2 separate regions of the Sus scrofa genome follow, and region 2 is linked to region 1. A link is a contact called in public Hi-C data. All regions are on one chromosome and are shown on one strand. Each heading gives the region's core, a stretch centred on a gene start, on an enhancer-like site or on the middle of the called end of the contact. The rest is flanking DNA. Distances are from core to core; before and after follow the strand shown.

The links. Hi-C and Micro-C count contacts between places; a contact is called where the count stands out from the background.
Region 2: a contact with region 1 is called in a Hi-C map of liver, with 2.1 times the contacts expected there. The contact joins the promoter of GIMAP8 here to the promoter of LOC100519177 in region 1. A contact is called at or near these places in 11 of 47 Hi-C or Micro-C datasets (alveolar macrophages, blood, heart right ventricle and 2 more) and 2 of 2 datasets of contacts at active chromatin or transcription factors (alveolar macrophages and skeletal muscle).

The regions. Positions count from the first base shown.
Region 1 is chr18:6,452,294-6,460,194 of Sscrofa11.1, forward strand. LOC100519177 (GTPase IMAP family member 1) reads left to right here and starts at 5,239. Exons shown (of 3, transcript XM_021078917.1): 1 at 5,239-5,384. GIMAP4 (GTPase IMAP family member 4) reads right to left here and starts at 670. Exons shown (of 3, transcript XM_021078913.1): 1 at 556-670. GIMAP7 (GTPase IMAP family member 7) reads right to left here and starts at 682. Exons shown (of 2, transcript XM_021078916.1): 1 at 556-682.
Region 2 is chr18:6,492,740-6,500,640 of Sscrofa11.1, forward strand. It overlaps GIMAP8 (GTPase IMAP family member 8), which reads right to left and starts at 2,658. Exons shown (of 6, transcript XM_021078920.1): 1 at 2,052-2,658; 2 at 1,352-1,552. The coding sequence starts at 1,419.

The DNA.
Region 1 (7,901 bases), core at 3,989-6,488:
TTGACCCCTAGCCTGGGAACGTCCATGTGATGTGGGTGCAACTTAAAAAGCAAAAAGAAAAAGAAAGAAAGAAAGAAAAAAAAGGAAAAGAAAGAATTCAAACTGAATTCTCGATTTCTTCCACCATTAGGGATTGACCTGGGTCCCCTATGGAGGTCACTACCCTCAGGGATTCTGATTCTTTTTCAGTAAGAAGAGGGATTAAGTCTGAGGGTCTCTGAATTGCCTTCAAGCTCTAAAGATTTGCCTTGGGGACACGAATTTCCTATGAAGGGAAAAGGCTGGGTTATCAATCAGCACTCACTGTCTATCACAACAGCCGCTGGATGGAAGATGCCTGCTCAGCACGAGTTTGTCGATATTAAATAAGAGATGTGTGGACATTATGCTAATAGAGCCCTACCCTCCTCCACTGCCACTCCTCCTTGCCGTGTGGTTTACACAGCACCTGGTCCCTTCTCAGGCCAGAATCCACCCCCTGCCCAGACTCCCTGTATCCTACTAGCCCTCACAGCTCTATCCCTCTCCTAGGGGTCTCTACGCAGCCAAGCTCACCTTATTTTGAATGAGGTGATGAGTTGTCAGGTTTTCGCTGAAGAAGCTGCTTGAGCCAGTGCTTTTGCTCGAACTATGAGAGGAAAGTGTGTGTGTGTGCACCCTCTGAAAAGCCAGAACCAGGAAGCTGATTGGTTTGGAAGCTGATTGGGTGGAAGCTGATTGGGTGGAAGCTGATTGGGTGGAGCCAGTGCAGGAATGGGTTGCTTTTAAAGAGACAGAAATGCTGCCCCATCATTGGGTGCATGCTTCCGTTGTGTCAAGTTGAAACCTTTTTCTCCGCATGCCTGCCATCGCACCCAAATCTCCAAAGTTGTGCCGGTTCTTTGGGATTACAGCGATGGATCTAAAAAGCCCTGATTAAATGACCTAAATCTTGCCCAGAGAGCCAGACACAGTGTGTGACCATCTCCCCTGGGTGCAGTGGGAGACTGCGGACTGCTTCAGGAAATAAGGAAGTCAGACATTGGTGTATCCTGGAGAGACTGCCCACTGATTGAATAGCAGGGGTCTTTATTAGAGTCCTTTGCGGCTTTCTTTACTCTTTCAAATAACAGCACTCACATACAAAGCCAAGAGGCTCTACACCATTGGGAACCAAGAGAAAATGAGGGGATGAGGCCTGGAAAAATATCTTCCAGGGACCACACTGCTTATGCAGTTTTTTTCCTTTTCTTTCAAGCTGGAAATTATGCATATTAATAAAGATCCACTCAGGAAAGGGACTCAGCTTTCCCTCCCAACTCTCCCACCTTTTCCTATCTTCAGCCTAGGCAGAGCTAGATTATCCTAGATTTACCCAGTGGCTGATGCCAACCTGCTCTGAAAGTTTTTTTTGAGATGAGGAACAGGTTGTCAAAGCCCGCAGGTTGACCAGCTGGTTCAGCTGTCTGTTGCATCTTCATAAAAATATTTTGGTTTTGATTGTATATTTTGGTTCACTACCCTGAGAAATTGGATTTGTCCATGCTTAAGCACAAGGGAAGGTACCAAGAGGACCAGATGTGGTAGGAAGTGGTGGACCATTGGGCGGCTACCCAGGGAAGTAAGCAGCTAGATTTGGATATTTGATGTGAGTGGCCATATGATTGGCCCCTATCATTGGTCAGATTGTTGGGTCACCTGGAAGGGCCCTAGGTAATACTTCCTGATTTCCAAAAAAGGCACAGATCGGGGCCAGCTATGTCATTTGTGAAGGCTGGCACAAGATGAAAATGCCAGGCCCTTCGTTCAGAATGCACTAAGAATTTCTAGTTGACGTCAACAGAGCATTAAACCAAGAGCAGGGCCTTTCTAAGCACAGGCTCAAGTCCTCAGTTTTTTTTCCACCAAGTGAAATATAACGCTCAATGTTTAGGTTGTGCGTATTTTTCAGTTGACACTTGAGTCCTCCCGTAGAGAGGACTTCTTCAGTGCTTCCTGAGTAAGGATGAATGCTAGCAATAAAACTTTACCAGTGGATAATGGAACATCTGTAATGTCCGTCTCAGCATAGCACAGTACAAACTTCGTTTTGTTTCCCATAAACCCCTGTATTCTCAAGAAATGGGCAACAGGATGATTTATTGTCAATTCACTTGTGTAGAGAAAAACATGCATCCCGCCTCAGCTGGGGCCACTTCCTGCCTCCCCTCCTCCCTGCCCTCTCTTACTCATTGCTTGACGTTGTGGTCACAGCACAGGCTAGAAAGGCCAGATCTCAGGGCCCGTGTTCCCGTGCTTGTACTTGCTGAAGTGTTCAGAAAGAAGGAGAAGAGAAAGGCTGGGCCAAGAAGAAAGCTCACTGTGGTGTCGTCTAAAAAAAAAACGCACAACCTTAAAGTTGAGAGTTCTGGTTTATTTAGCGGACAAACCTGAAGATGGAAGCCCGGGCGGGACACAGCATCTCGGTTAACTTTGAGAGGAGGCTCCAAAGAGGCGAGGAGCGGGGCCAGGACACAGGAGTTTTTGCAACAAAGACTCTGTGTAGTTGGAACATCCATTGATGACTGTTAATTAAAGACAACCAGATATCTCTTGTACTTTTTCTTTTTAATTATAGTACAGTGGATGGATAATGTTGTGCCAATTTCTGCTGTACAGTAAAGGGACCCAGTCATACACATGTATGCATTCCCTTTCTTATATGATCAGAAAACCAGACATCTCATGTTAAGGAATGTAGTGCTTTTCTATGTAGGGGGAGAGGCAAGAGTCTGGGCACATGATACACACCTCAGCTCTCTGGGCCCAGGATCTATGCTTTCTCTTTCTGAGCGTCCTCGGGGCTCACCTTCAGGCAACACCTTTGTTTACAGATACGGGCAGCATTTTTCACTCCCAATGGAATTTAAAGAATAGAACACAGACCCCAGAAATAAGTCCATGTATATGTGTCCTTAGGATCCTCCTCAGATCCCTCCCCAAGCTGGCCTTGCCTGAGGATCGGAGGCTGTCCTGTGAGTCTCCAAACACATCAGGGCCTTATTCGGATTAGGCGCAATAGTCAGCACGTCTGACTTCAACATGAATGGAACAAAATAAACTCTAAACAGGGAATCGGTGTGTATGGAAGTTGCAATCTTTCAAAACCCTAACAATGGCCGTTCTCAAAGGGGCTAATAAACAACTGAGAAACCTCATTTTCCCCCCATTGTCAAAACTAGAAGGCCATCCACTGGCACTTAGTAAGCCTGACAACTGGGTGTAATACCAACCGGGACACACAGATTAAAGGAGAGATTAGAGAAAGAGACATTCAAAGAGAACACTTCTAGAACTATTGTCATGCAGGTGATGGTGTGCATGCCCAAGGTTGCAGACGCTGAGGTGCAACATCAGACATGCTACACAGCAGGAGAGCTAGACCTCACTAGTCGCGAAACAAATATGCAACAATAGGAGATCAGGCCCCAGAAAAGCATAATCCAGAGTGGCTACACTATATAATCTAAATTGCCCAGTTTTTAGTGCTACAAAACATACAAAGAAACAGGAATCTATGACCCGGCCCCGCCCCAACCCGACAGGTAACATATACTGCCTGTCAGAGGGCCTGGATGCTGGATTTGAAGACAAGGCTTCCAAATAGCAATTGTAAATATATTTAAAGGATAGAACACAGACCCCAGAAATAAGTCCATGTATATGTGGTCAATTAATTTACTACAAATAAGTCAAGAATACATAATGAGGAAAGAAGAGTCTCTTCAATAAATGGTGTTGGGAATATTGGATAGCCACGTGCAAAACAATCAGACTGGACTCTTGTCACACACCATACACAAAAATCAACTCAAAACAGACTAAGACGGGAACTTATGACTTAAAACCATTAAACTCCTAGAAGAAAACACAGGGGGTAGGTTCCTCGACATTAGTTTTGGCAACAATTTTTCTTTTTCCTTTTTTTTGACACCAAAAGCACAAGAAACAAAGGCAAAAGTCAATAAGTGAGAGGACTTCGCATCATGGCTCAGCAGAAACAAATCTGACTAGCATCCATGAGGACACAGGTTCAATCCCTGGCCTTGCTCAGTGGGTTAAAGATTCAGCATTGCTGTGAGCTGTGGTGTAAGTTGCAGATGTGGCTGAGATCTGGAGTGGCTGTGGCTGTGGTGTAGGCTGGTGGCTACAGCTCCAATTCAACCCCTAGCCTGGGAACTGCTATATGCCGAGGGTGTGTCTCTAAAATTACTAAAAAAAAAAAAAAAAAAAGAAGAAATGAGACTACATAAAACTAAAAAGTTTCCTCAGAACAGCAAAAAGAACATTCAGCAAAATGAAAAGGCAATTCATAGAATGAGAGAAAATATTTGTAAATCATATATCTAACAAGAGGTAACATTTCAACGTATACAGGGAATCCATACAACTTTGTAGCCAAAAAACCACACACACACAAAAAAAAAACAAACCAAAAAAATCCAATTTAAATGGGCAGATGACCTGAATAGACATTTTCACAAAGAAGACATACAAATGGCCAACAAGTAAGTGAAAAACTTCTCAACATGAATCATCAAGAAAATATGAATCAAAACCACCATGAAAAATTGCCTTATACCTGTTAGAACGGTCGTCATCAAAAAGACAAGAGGTAACGAGTGTTGGAAAGGACGTGGAGAAAAGGGACCATTTGGGTGCAGTTAGTGGAACTGTAAACTGGTGCAGTCACTATGGAACACCGCATGACGGTTCCTCCAAAAATTAAACCGAGAGCTACGATGTGATCCAGCACTTCCACTTGGAGGTACCTACCCCAGGGAAGTGAAAACAGGATCTCCAAACGATATCTGCACTCCTGTGTTTACAGCAGCGTTATTCACAATAGCCCAGGTATGGAAGCAACCTAAGGGTCTATCCATGGACCCCGAAGGCCTTTACTAAGTGAAATAAGTCAGAGGCCAGCAGCCAGCTGCAGCTCCAATTTGGAAAAAAAAAAAAAAAAAAGGTAAAAAGAGGCCAGAAAGAATATCAGGCTTCTTCCCCTCAGAGGTTATAGCGCCAGTTGGGGATGAGATGCTGGTGTCACAGGAAACTGGGAAACATCACCATAGCCCAAAGCCCGGGGTGGCGCGGGGGGGGGGGGGGGGGCGGAAAGAGGGGGGGGATGCGCAGTGACAGCATCCCAGCATCCCGTGGGGCCCTTAGCTCGGAGGCCGATGCCTCTGTCTCTTTAAGTGATCAGCACAGGGCCCTCCCTCCCCGAGCTCAGAGGTCTGAGAGGCACAGAGACTTCCTCCCGGTTTGGGAGGAAGAGTCAGCTCCACCTACAGTCGCAAGGCAGGAAGTAGGTCAGGAGCTGCTCAAAGCCGACTTGAGAGCCTGTCACCAATTCTGCAGGAAAGGTGAGCCCACGGGAAAGGGAGCCGTCCTGGGGGCCAGGGTGCGCGTGCGTGCGTGAGTGTGCGCGCGTGACCTGTGAGGAAGGGGAAGAGCTGTGCCTGTCGATGCTCGCCCCGTGAGTCGCTCCATTCTAATGGGCGTGAGAAAGGGGCGCGGGATCCAGGCACAGTCACTTCCCAGGTCCAGGTTTGTAAGGATGTTGAGTTGCAAACAGAGGAAGTTCAGTAGACGTGTATTCCCTACTCCCTGAATAAATAAGAAAGGTGTTTGTTTTCTAGAACTACTGCAGGGAACAAAACACACTTTAGAAAGCAACAAACCCTCCCCACATGCATATGGAGCGAAGGCCAAATAGATTCCTGGGGAAACAAATCTAACCTCAGAACAAGTTCTGAAGTAGAAATTCTGTCTCTATCTGAGCTGAACCCTGCTAAAACACTCACCCTCCTTAGCACGGGCCACAGTCGTGTCCCGGAGACGGCTGAGTTTATCAACACAGTTTCCCACCCCACCGCACGCCCTTGAACATCTGCCCCCCAAGTCCAGGGCTCTATGGGCTGCTGTGCCATCTTAATTTCTACATCTCATTTACGTAATGAAGGGATGGGATTAGGGTTACTGATTCAAACCCTCAGGCCATGGACCAAATGACTTAGAATTATTTGGCATGGCAGGTACTTCCTTTTATTAAATACAGATATGTGAATAAAAATCCCTAGGAAATAGACATCTTTAATAAGTCCCTAAAGAATTCCAAAATATGCCAGATTCAGGAAATGCAGGACTAGCAAAATAAACTTTGATCCCTTGGCATTTTAAGAGAAAGGATTCTACAAGTTTTATATTTTCCAATAATACACGTCTTTGTAAGCCCAGATTTCAGCTGTTAAGAACATCAGAAGAACTCTTCAAGTTTCATTCCAAACTTTGGGGGAAGTTCCGAAGGGCTTACCCAAGGGATCCCCTGTAGCTTGTCTTCATTTCCACCTTTGACCAGAACATCTTGCTTTAGCTAAATTGTTCCTCTTTGCTTTGAATCTTTTCTCTTCAGAGTGGGGATGAGGGGCAGAGGTTGCCTTTTGTTATTGAAATACAGTGGATTTACAATGTTGTAATAATTTCTGCTGTACAGCAAAGTGATTCAGATATACATAAGAATACATAGTATATATTATAATATAATGTATAATATATATAATCTTTTCCATTATGGTTTATGTTAGGATATTGAATATAGTTCCCTATGCTATACAATAGGACTTCGTTTATTCTTCCATTTGTAAAAGGGCATCTACTCACCCCAAACTCCCAGTCTTTCCCTCCCCTCTTCCCCTCCCCCTCCCCCTTCTCCCTTGGCAATTCAAGTTTGTTCTTGAAGTCTAAGAGTCAGTTTCTGTTTCATAGATAGATTCATTTGTGTCCTATTTGAGATCCCACATATAAGTTATATCACATGGTGTTTGTCTTTCCCCTTCTGATTTATTTCACTTAGGATGAGAATCTCTAGTTCCAGCCATGCTGCTGCAAATGGAATTATTTCATTCTTTTTTATTTGCTTTGAGTCTCGTTGGTTGTTTCCTCATTTCTTCTCGGGGTCAGTTAAGGGAGTTTGTTGGTTGCTATTTACAAAATAACGCCTCACACGATGTGATTTGCCCCTGGGGTGAACTTCGCTGAAGACTTGGTGGGATGAAGGGGGGTTACTGCAGAAACAGGAAGACCTTCGGATTGAGTTCTAGGCACACCTGTCACTAGACCTCTGGCCAAGCTCTGCCTCTGATTTCCTTTGTGTGTGCTGCCAACGGGGGATGATGAGAAGAGGTGGGATTGGAAGTGGATGGGGACGCACAGACAGGACTCTGGAGAAATGGGGGGGGTGAAAGGTCGCGGGAGTGACACCACAGTGGGGGCTGGGAAAGACCCTGAAACCTGCTGTTTGTGGAGCAGCCGAGGGGGGAGAGGATTCGTTGGGAATGAGGCTGGAGAAGCAGATGGAGGAGAGAGAGGAGGTGCTTGTGTTCGGGTGCTCCTGTGGTCAGGCCACCTTGACCGCAGAGTGGGGGCCTGTATTCGGTGATGTTTGATTGGTTGCAATCCATTCCATTTGAAAAGCCTTCGATGTGGGGGCAAGATCATCAGGGGTCGGAGGGGAGCTTCCCAGTCTCCCCCTCTTTAGACACATTAGGACCAGCCAAACGCTGGGCTTCTCTGAGAAGCCGTTTGGGGAATATGTCTGTTTTCCAGTGTCCAAAACCAAAATGCCCATTTTCTTTTTGTTAGTTCCCAGGCCAACAAGCTTAAGCTGGGTCCCTGACACGCTGAGCAAGGAAGTGTTCTTGTTCTCAGGGTTTTGCACAGTCTCCCCCAGCTGCTCACTCTCCTGGGAAAATGCAATGGCTCAGCCGATGTCACTGGCATAGAATTCCCCAGAAAAAACTTCTCTCTAGAGCTTTCTCATTGACACAGAGCAAGTGTTATATCCTCCTGTCTGCTCTTTGCACTCGGAGGTCCTGAAGACA
Region 2 (7,901 bases), core at 1,408-3,907, 38 kb after region 1:
CTGCAGGTGCGGGCCTAAAAAGCAGAAAAAAAAAAAAAAAAAAAAAAGAGTCTGTGAATTCTTAGTAACTAAGGTTGTGGCGATTTGTAACCACAACAAAAGAAAACCAATTACGTGCTCTCCCAGCTTCCCTTCCAAAGAAGGGTGTCCTTGTGAGCCAGTTCTCCCTGATGATAATTTAGGGAATGCTTGCTTGGGCCTTCTGAGAATGCTATTGATTTCCCCATGGTAGGGACAGACTCAAATTGAGAGCTCCTTACATCACCCTTCCCTCTTCTTCATGCATGACATTTCAGTGTGACTGCTGGAATGGCAGCTGATATCACAGGGCGATGAGGTAAAAAGTAAGAAAAAAAAAGTCAATATGCATCATCAAGCTAGGACAGCAAAGTGGGAGTTTCCTAGTGGCTCAGTGGGTTAAAGATCCAGCGTAGTCACTGCAGTGGCTTGGTTCACTGCTCTGGCGTGGGTTTGATCCCTGGTACAGGAACTTCCATATGCTTCAGGAGTGGCCAAAAAAGAAAAAAAAAAAAAAGAGAGACATGCACCCCCATGTTCACTGCAGCGCTATTCACAACAGCCAAGACAGGGAAACAAATGTCCATGACAGATGAATGGATTAAGATGACCTGGTACCTATACACAATGGAATACTACTCAGCCATCAAAAAGAATGAAACAATGCCACTCATAGCAACGTGGATGCAACTAGAGATTTTCATACTAAGTGAAGTAAGTCAGAAAGAGACGGACAAATACTATATGATATCACTTATATGTGGAATCTAAAATATGGCACAAATGAACCTATCTACAAAACAGAAACAGATTCACAGACATGGAGAACAGACATCTGGTTGCTGGGGTTAGGGTGGGGGGAGTGGGAAGGACTAGGAATTAAGGATTGATGGACGCAAACTATTACATCTGCAATGCATGGACAACAAGGTCCTACTGTACAGCATAAGAAACTGCCCCCCCCCCCCCGCGCTGACTTCCCTGGGCTGGGGGCGGGGGGGGGGGGCGCCCAGTGTCACAGCCCAGGAGTCCGGGGATACCTGGGGAGTGGACCCGCCCCCTCCTTTTTTTTTCGGGCCTTCATCTCAACCCTGGGGGGGAGGGCAACCCCTCCCAGACTCGCTTCTTCCTAGAAAGGCAGGTGCAACTCCCCAGGGATGTGACCTCTGTCCCCGCCCCTCAGCCCCCCGCTGGGGAGACCGGCGCTGGAGAAGGAGGGACACCCCTGAAATCAAGCCCTCCAGGTGGCTGTCTCCGCGCCCTGGGTGTCTGCCTTTCCCAGCCTCCTGCCCACGCGTGTAGGCACAGAACCCGCCACCGCGCACACACGTACCTCGGTCCTGTTCCCGGGCCCGTCCCAATTTCAGGACCTCTTCGTTCCGCCCGCGTCCATCTCTCCATCGCTCGGCTGGGCGGCAGCAGCTGCTGGAGCCCCTCAGGCCCACGGGCGCCGCAAAGAGGCTGGAGGAGACGGCAGGGGAGAGGAGAGCAGGGCGGGACCAGCCTCGCCGGGTCAGGGTCTTCCTGAGTGTTTCTGAGGAGGAAGAGAACCAGATTTGCACTGCAGTCGGAGGGGGAAGTTGAGAACTGATGCCAAGATCGCAGGGTGAGAACGTCAGGGTGAGGGCGGTCGGGGTCAGGGCGGGACCGCCCCCACCTACCCCGCGGGCGGGCGGCGGAGAAAGGCTGGTGAGAGGTGGCGCAGAGGCTCCGCTGGGGCTCAGGGGACCGGGCAGCGCCCTGGCCGAGCCTGGGGAGGGTCCCTCGAGAAGGATCTCTGTGCCTGTGCCGAGCACACGAGAGGACCTGCAGGTTGCTTCTTGCTCTGAGAACAGTCTGGGGCCTCTCAAGGCTCCAGCGGCGGGAGGGGGAGCGCCCGCAGCAGGTGCTTCTTCTCCTGCGGGTCCTCGCCTCCACCTCTCAGCCCGGTCCTTTCCCAAGTTGGGAGTGAAAACAGGAGGGCTTTGTTTACCTCCTCGCCCCCACTGCCCGAAGCAGAAGCAGCTGTAGAGCTTCTGCGAACAGCTCCTCACCGCCTTGGGGGGGCCCTCGCTGAAATCCCCCTCCGGAGTCACCCCGTGGGGCCTCGGACCAGCGCTGCTTCCCAGGCTAAAGATTTCCTTCCCAGGGCAATTGCGCATTTGAAATACTTGAACTTTGATGCTTTCGAAGGGTTCATAAAACGAAACCCTTTGGGGGAGCCATAAGCCTTTAAAAGCTTTCTGTTTCAGGAGGAAGTTAAACACCAAGACCTTATTTTATTTTCCAGTGGTTACAACGCTTAACATTGAATTTGCCATATTAGCCATTTTTAGGTGCACAGCTCAGCAGTGGCAGGTAGAGTCACATGGTGCAAAAAGCTCCAGAATTTTCCATCCCGTAGCCTGAAGCGCTGGACCCCGTCAATAAGAGTCCTCCTCCCCAGCCCCTGGTAACCATCCGCTACTCTCTGTTTCTAGGATTTTGATGACTTGAGGTACTTTAGACCGCGTTTGCCCTTTCAAGGCTGGCTTTTTCTGCTTATTTATGTCTTCCACAGGCTGGGTCTTTGAAATGTCTGAGGTGGGGCTGAGCTTCCAGAGACATCCACCCCCACCTCCTGGGGAAGGAGGAGCTGTGGGGGCCCCCACCTGGGCTTTGAGGGGCTGCTCCGTCCTGTGTGGTCCCCCCACCCCCAACCAATGGGCTGGTCTTCAAGGGCTAGGGTGACACAGCCAGACTTGGAGGGGAAAGGGACAAAGGTTGTCCTATCCCCCGCCCCACTTACCCCCTTTGTAATGAGGACCCGGGGTCAGGAAGAATCCCCATCCTCTACAGGGCACTAGGTCAGTTCATGTAAAATTAACTCATTGAAACAAGCGTGAGTTCCCGATGTGGCTCAGCGATAACGACTAGACATGAGGATGTGAATTCAGTCCCTGGCCTTGCTCAGTGGGATCATGATCCAGCATTGCTGTGGCTGTGGTGTAGACTGGCAGCTGTAGCTTCCATTCAACCCCTAGCCTGGGAACTTCCGTATGCTGCGGGTGCAACCCTAAGAAAAGAAAAGAAAAAAGACAAAAAAAGAGAAAAAAAGAAAAGAAAAGAAAAAAAACAACACAACAAAAACCAGACAAAATCCTGCCACTCAGTCAGTCAACCATCCCCGCTTGTGTCACTCTCAGAAGTGGAGGTCAGTTCAGGGCAGGGTCACAGGCCCAGTGGGATGTCATTTCTCCCAAAACAGAGGAGATAGTAAACTGGCTTCAAGAAATACTTGCTCCTTCTTAGAAGATAGGTGAAGCTTTGGGGAGCACTCAGGAAATCCAGAGCTTCAAATGATTTAGCAAGTTGACTATTTGCTGAGTCAACCGTTTGTGTAAAAAAAAAAAAAAAAAAAAAAAAAAATCCATCAGCTTTTGGAGAATTGACTCTGTGGGGACTGCCACAGATTCTGGTTGGGCCCTGATCTAGGGAAGGATGGGGCTTCCCTGCCCCCTAGTGGCTCTGTGGGTAATGACAAGGACAGCAAAACCACTCCCCTGGGGGCTGGCTGCAGGGTTTCTGCCAGTAAAACACCCCTCCTCACCTCTCCTTCCCAGATTCTCACAGGGGGTGGGAAGGAGAGGGGCTGGATTTCCAGAAATGGAATAAGCCAGGAAGGCGCAAGTTCTGCAGGTAAGGAGGAAACTCCCAGAACCAGACACAGAGGACCAAGGACTCCAGACACATCCCTGACTTAAGGAGCTCAATCGAAAAGACAGGAAAAGAGACTAAACCTACAGATGTGGAAGTGTACATGCACTGCCATAGAGATGGGTTCAGGTGAGCAAAGAGGAAGCCTGTCAACCCTGCAAAGTGGAGAAACAACCAAGTGGGAAGCAAACTTATCAACAAGCCCAGAAACCAGCTGTTTACTGCGGCAGGTTCTGACGGTACTGGAGGAGCTTAGCAGGCACAGTGGAGGAAGAAGCTACGCTGGGGAGCTGAAGCCTACCTGCAGTCTTGAGAGGCATATAGAAATGCAGAGGGACAATGGCAAATGCCACGAGCATCCAGGGTGATGACAGCAGTCTGGGCATGTGGGGGAAAGGGGATCAGGCTGGGGACCAGTTAAAGGCTACTGCCATAGTCCAAGCTAGAAATGAGGCCATGAACTAAAATAGTGACTGTGAAAATGGAGTGGAAGAAGGAACAATTCATGATACATTTAGGAGATAGAAAGAGCACAAAACTAAGAAAGACTCCCTCAGGGTTGCTATGGCAAGCGTTCGAGTTGCCACATCAAAGGGAGTGCTACTCACAGCGTTGACATTTCTTATTTTGGGAAAAAAATATATATGTTGTTTTATTTCAAAGATAGGACATGTGTGTTTACTACAGTTTTTGGCAGATGGCAGTAAAAGTGTCGTGTAACTAAATTTGTCCATTTTGACAGCTTCCTGATGGAATTCAGAGTCCTTGTTTGTTACATATTTACTATTAAGAAATAATGTGCTGGAGTTCTCTTGTGGTGAGGTGGGTTAAGAATCCGGCGTTGTCACTGCTGCGGCTCAGGTCACTGCTGTGGCACAGGTTCGATCCCTGGCCTGGGAACTTCTGCATGTAGCAGGTGCAGCCAGAAAGGAAAAAAAAAAGAGGAAAAAAAAGAATATGCCTATTTATAAACACTTAAGAAGAGACACCATTTTTTCATTCATGTGAAGGCTAGTGGTCTCCCAGGGCTGACACCTTGTGGGGTGTTTGGGATCATAGCATTTTCTAGTGGGCTTTGTGGAGAGGGGGTGTGAGAGGCTGGGGTTTGGGGATCAAAACAAGCCCTTCAGTTTGGGGACCCTGCGACTGAGACCCTGGAGGCAGGGTGGAGAGAGAAATCCAGAAGGTTATGACGGAGCCCTCTTTCCCATGTTATGCATGCCCACCCTCCCCATGAAAACGACTAAAACGAAACAGGATGAAGATGTTTAAACCTTTTAAAAACATCCAAGAAGCCAGTGGCAATAAGGAAGTATAAGTCAAAGCAAAAACCTGGACCTGTGAGGCATGCTTTCCCCCAAGAGCAGGCAGCCACCCTACAAGAGGAGAACCTGGGTGTGGAAGCCTCTTAGGCAGAGGGCAAGAAATTGAAGGGGGGCGGGCAGGGGAAGTGAGGGGGCGGGGCATGGGGAGGGGAAGTGAGGGGCGGGGCATGGGGAGGGGCGGGGCGATATCAAACCACCTGCGCAGACAAAGGCAGCGAGGCAAGGAAGGCTGTTCTGGCTCTGAAAACCCACTCACAAACGTAGACTCAGCCACGCAAAACAAAACACACACTCACAACCACACACAACACAATAAACCACACAGCACCCAAAGCACCCACAATCAAAACACATACAACACCCTCAACCCCATAGCTCACTCACAACCACACACTCCCAACCCCAGGAACACACACACATCACACAAAACACAACACACACAGCACAAAACAAACCCTCACATCCACCTTACAAACACAAAATACACTCAAGAAACACACAGCCAAATAAACCACACATCATGGCACACACAAACATAACACATGCCACACACTCGGAGCCACACAACCCATAGGACACTCACAGCCATAAAGCATGCAGGAGACAACAAACACTCACCACACGCGACACAGTACACACTCACAACCACAAACCACAAAAACACACTTGCCACCACACAAAACACAACACACACAAATCCATACAACACAAAACACACATAGGCTCACAACACTCACCACAAACACACAACCACACAACACAAAACCCACTCACAACTACAGAACACATCCAGTCAAAAACATGCAACGCATTCACCACAAAGAAAACATACACTCAAAACCACACAACAAAAACAACATATTCCCACAACCACACACAATACACTCACAACCATCACACAGACAACACTCACAACCACACCACACACTCACTACTGCACACACCCAAACACACCAAACACAACACACACTCAGCACAAAACACACTCTCACCCCCAGAAAACACACACAACATACACTCAAAAAACACACACCACAATAAACCACACATCACAACACACTCGTAAGGTCACACACCACACACTCACAGCCCCAAAACACACACAACCCACTCACAACCACACAACACAAACTCACAGTCATAAATCACACATTCAGAACCACACAAACCTCACACAGCACACACAAGACCACTCACTCAAACGTTAAAACACACAACACACACACAGCCTCGCAACGCACTCATCACACTCACAACCACAAAAAAACAGCACCTAGAGAGAGAGGGCGATAATCGCCTGATGACAATCTCGCTAATGACCGAAACCATGTGGGAAGTTTCCTACTTGCATAGCATTTTCTACTCGAGGAATGAACACCAGCCCCAGTTGTGTTTTGCTCCAGTAAGCAACGCTTGTCTTTTTCTCACCTAGGTCTGTGTATACGTAGGGTGAATGAGCTGCTCAGCTAGCAAGTGCTCTGTGTGCCCTAGCATTTTCAGGGAGCTTCACTAGCTTGAAACCTACACAAAACCTGTTCTCCTTTGTAGAGAAGCCTGACGGGATATGAAAATGCCTTCTTTCCCCAAGCGGGGTAAAGCAGTGCCCAGAAAGCTAGGGAGAAAATCTGATGGCAATCTCACAAAATCCACGAAAGAAGAGGCTGGAAACTTCAACGTGCAAAGGACATTCTACTCTGTGAACGAACACCAGCTGCAATGGTGATTTGCTCTGGAAAGGCACCCTTGCCTTTTTCCCTCCCAGGCCTCTGTTATTCCTAGGGCAAATGAACCCCTCGGCTGCCAAACACTCTGTATGCACTAGTTTTTTGCAGGGGGCTTCGGTAGCTTGAAACCCACTAAAAACATGTTCTCTTTGTGGAGACGCCTCATTTGATATGAAAATGCCTTCTTTTCAAGAGTGGGGAAAAGCAGCACCTAGTGAGTTAGGGCGATAATCGCCTGATGGCAGTTCCACAAACTCCACAAAACAAGAGGCTGGAAGCTTCCTACATGCAAAGTATATTCTACTCAGTGAATGAACTCTAGCCCCAGTTGTGGTTTGCTCCAGAAAACAACCCTTTCCTTTTTCTTTTCCTAGGCCTGTGTACTACTTAGGGCAAATGATCTGCTCTGCTCCCATGTGCTCTGTGTGCAGTAGCTCTTTGCAGGGGGCTTCACTAGCTTGAAACCCACTGGAAACTTGTTTTTCTTGGTGGGGAAGCCTGATTCAGTATAAAATGCCTTCTTTTCACACGGCGAGAAATGCAGCACATAGCGAGTTAGGGATATATAATCACCTGATGGCAATCTCACAAACTTCACAAGAGTCTGGAAGCTTCCTACTTGCATAATGTATTCTACTCAGTGAATGAACACCAGCTCCAATGGTGTTTTGCTCCAAACAACAACCCTTGACGTTTTCCCATCTAGGCCTGTTTTATCCCTGGGGCAAATGAGCCCCTCAGCTGCCATATGGTCTGTGTGCACGAGTTCTTTGCCAGGGCCTTCAGTACCTTGAGACCCACGCCAAACGTGCTCTCTTTTCTATGGCAGCCTGATTAGGTAGGAAAGTCACCGTTTTTACCAATGGGGAAAGGTAGCACGTTGCAGTGCTAGGGACACCATCACCCCATGACATTCTGACAAATGACACAAAGCAAGAGGCTTGAAGCTTCCTACTGGCAAAGTATATTCCTCTCAGTGAAAGTACACTAGCCACAATGTTGGTTTGCAATGAAAAGCAACCCTTGCCTTTTTCCCACCTTGTCCCTCTGTTCTAACAAGGGCGATTAATCAATCCACTCCCCTGCAAAATGCTCTGTTTGAACTAGCTGTTGGCAGGGTGCTTCAGTAGCTTGAAACCAACTCCAAACATTTTCTCTT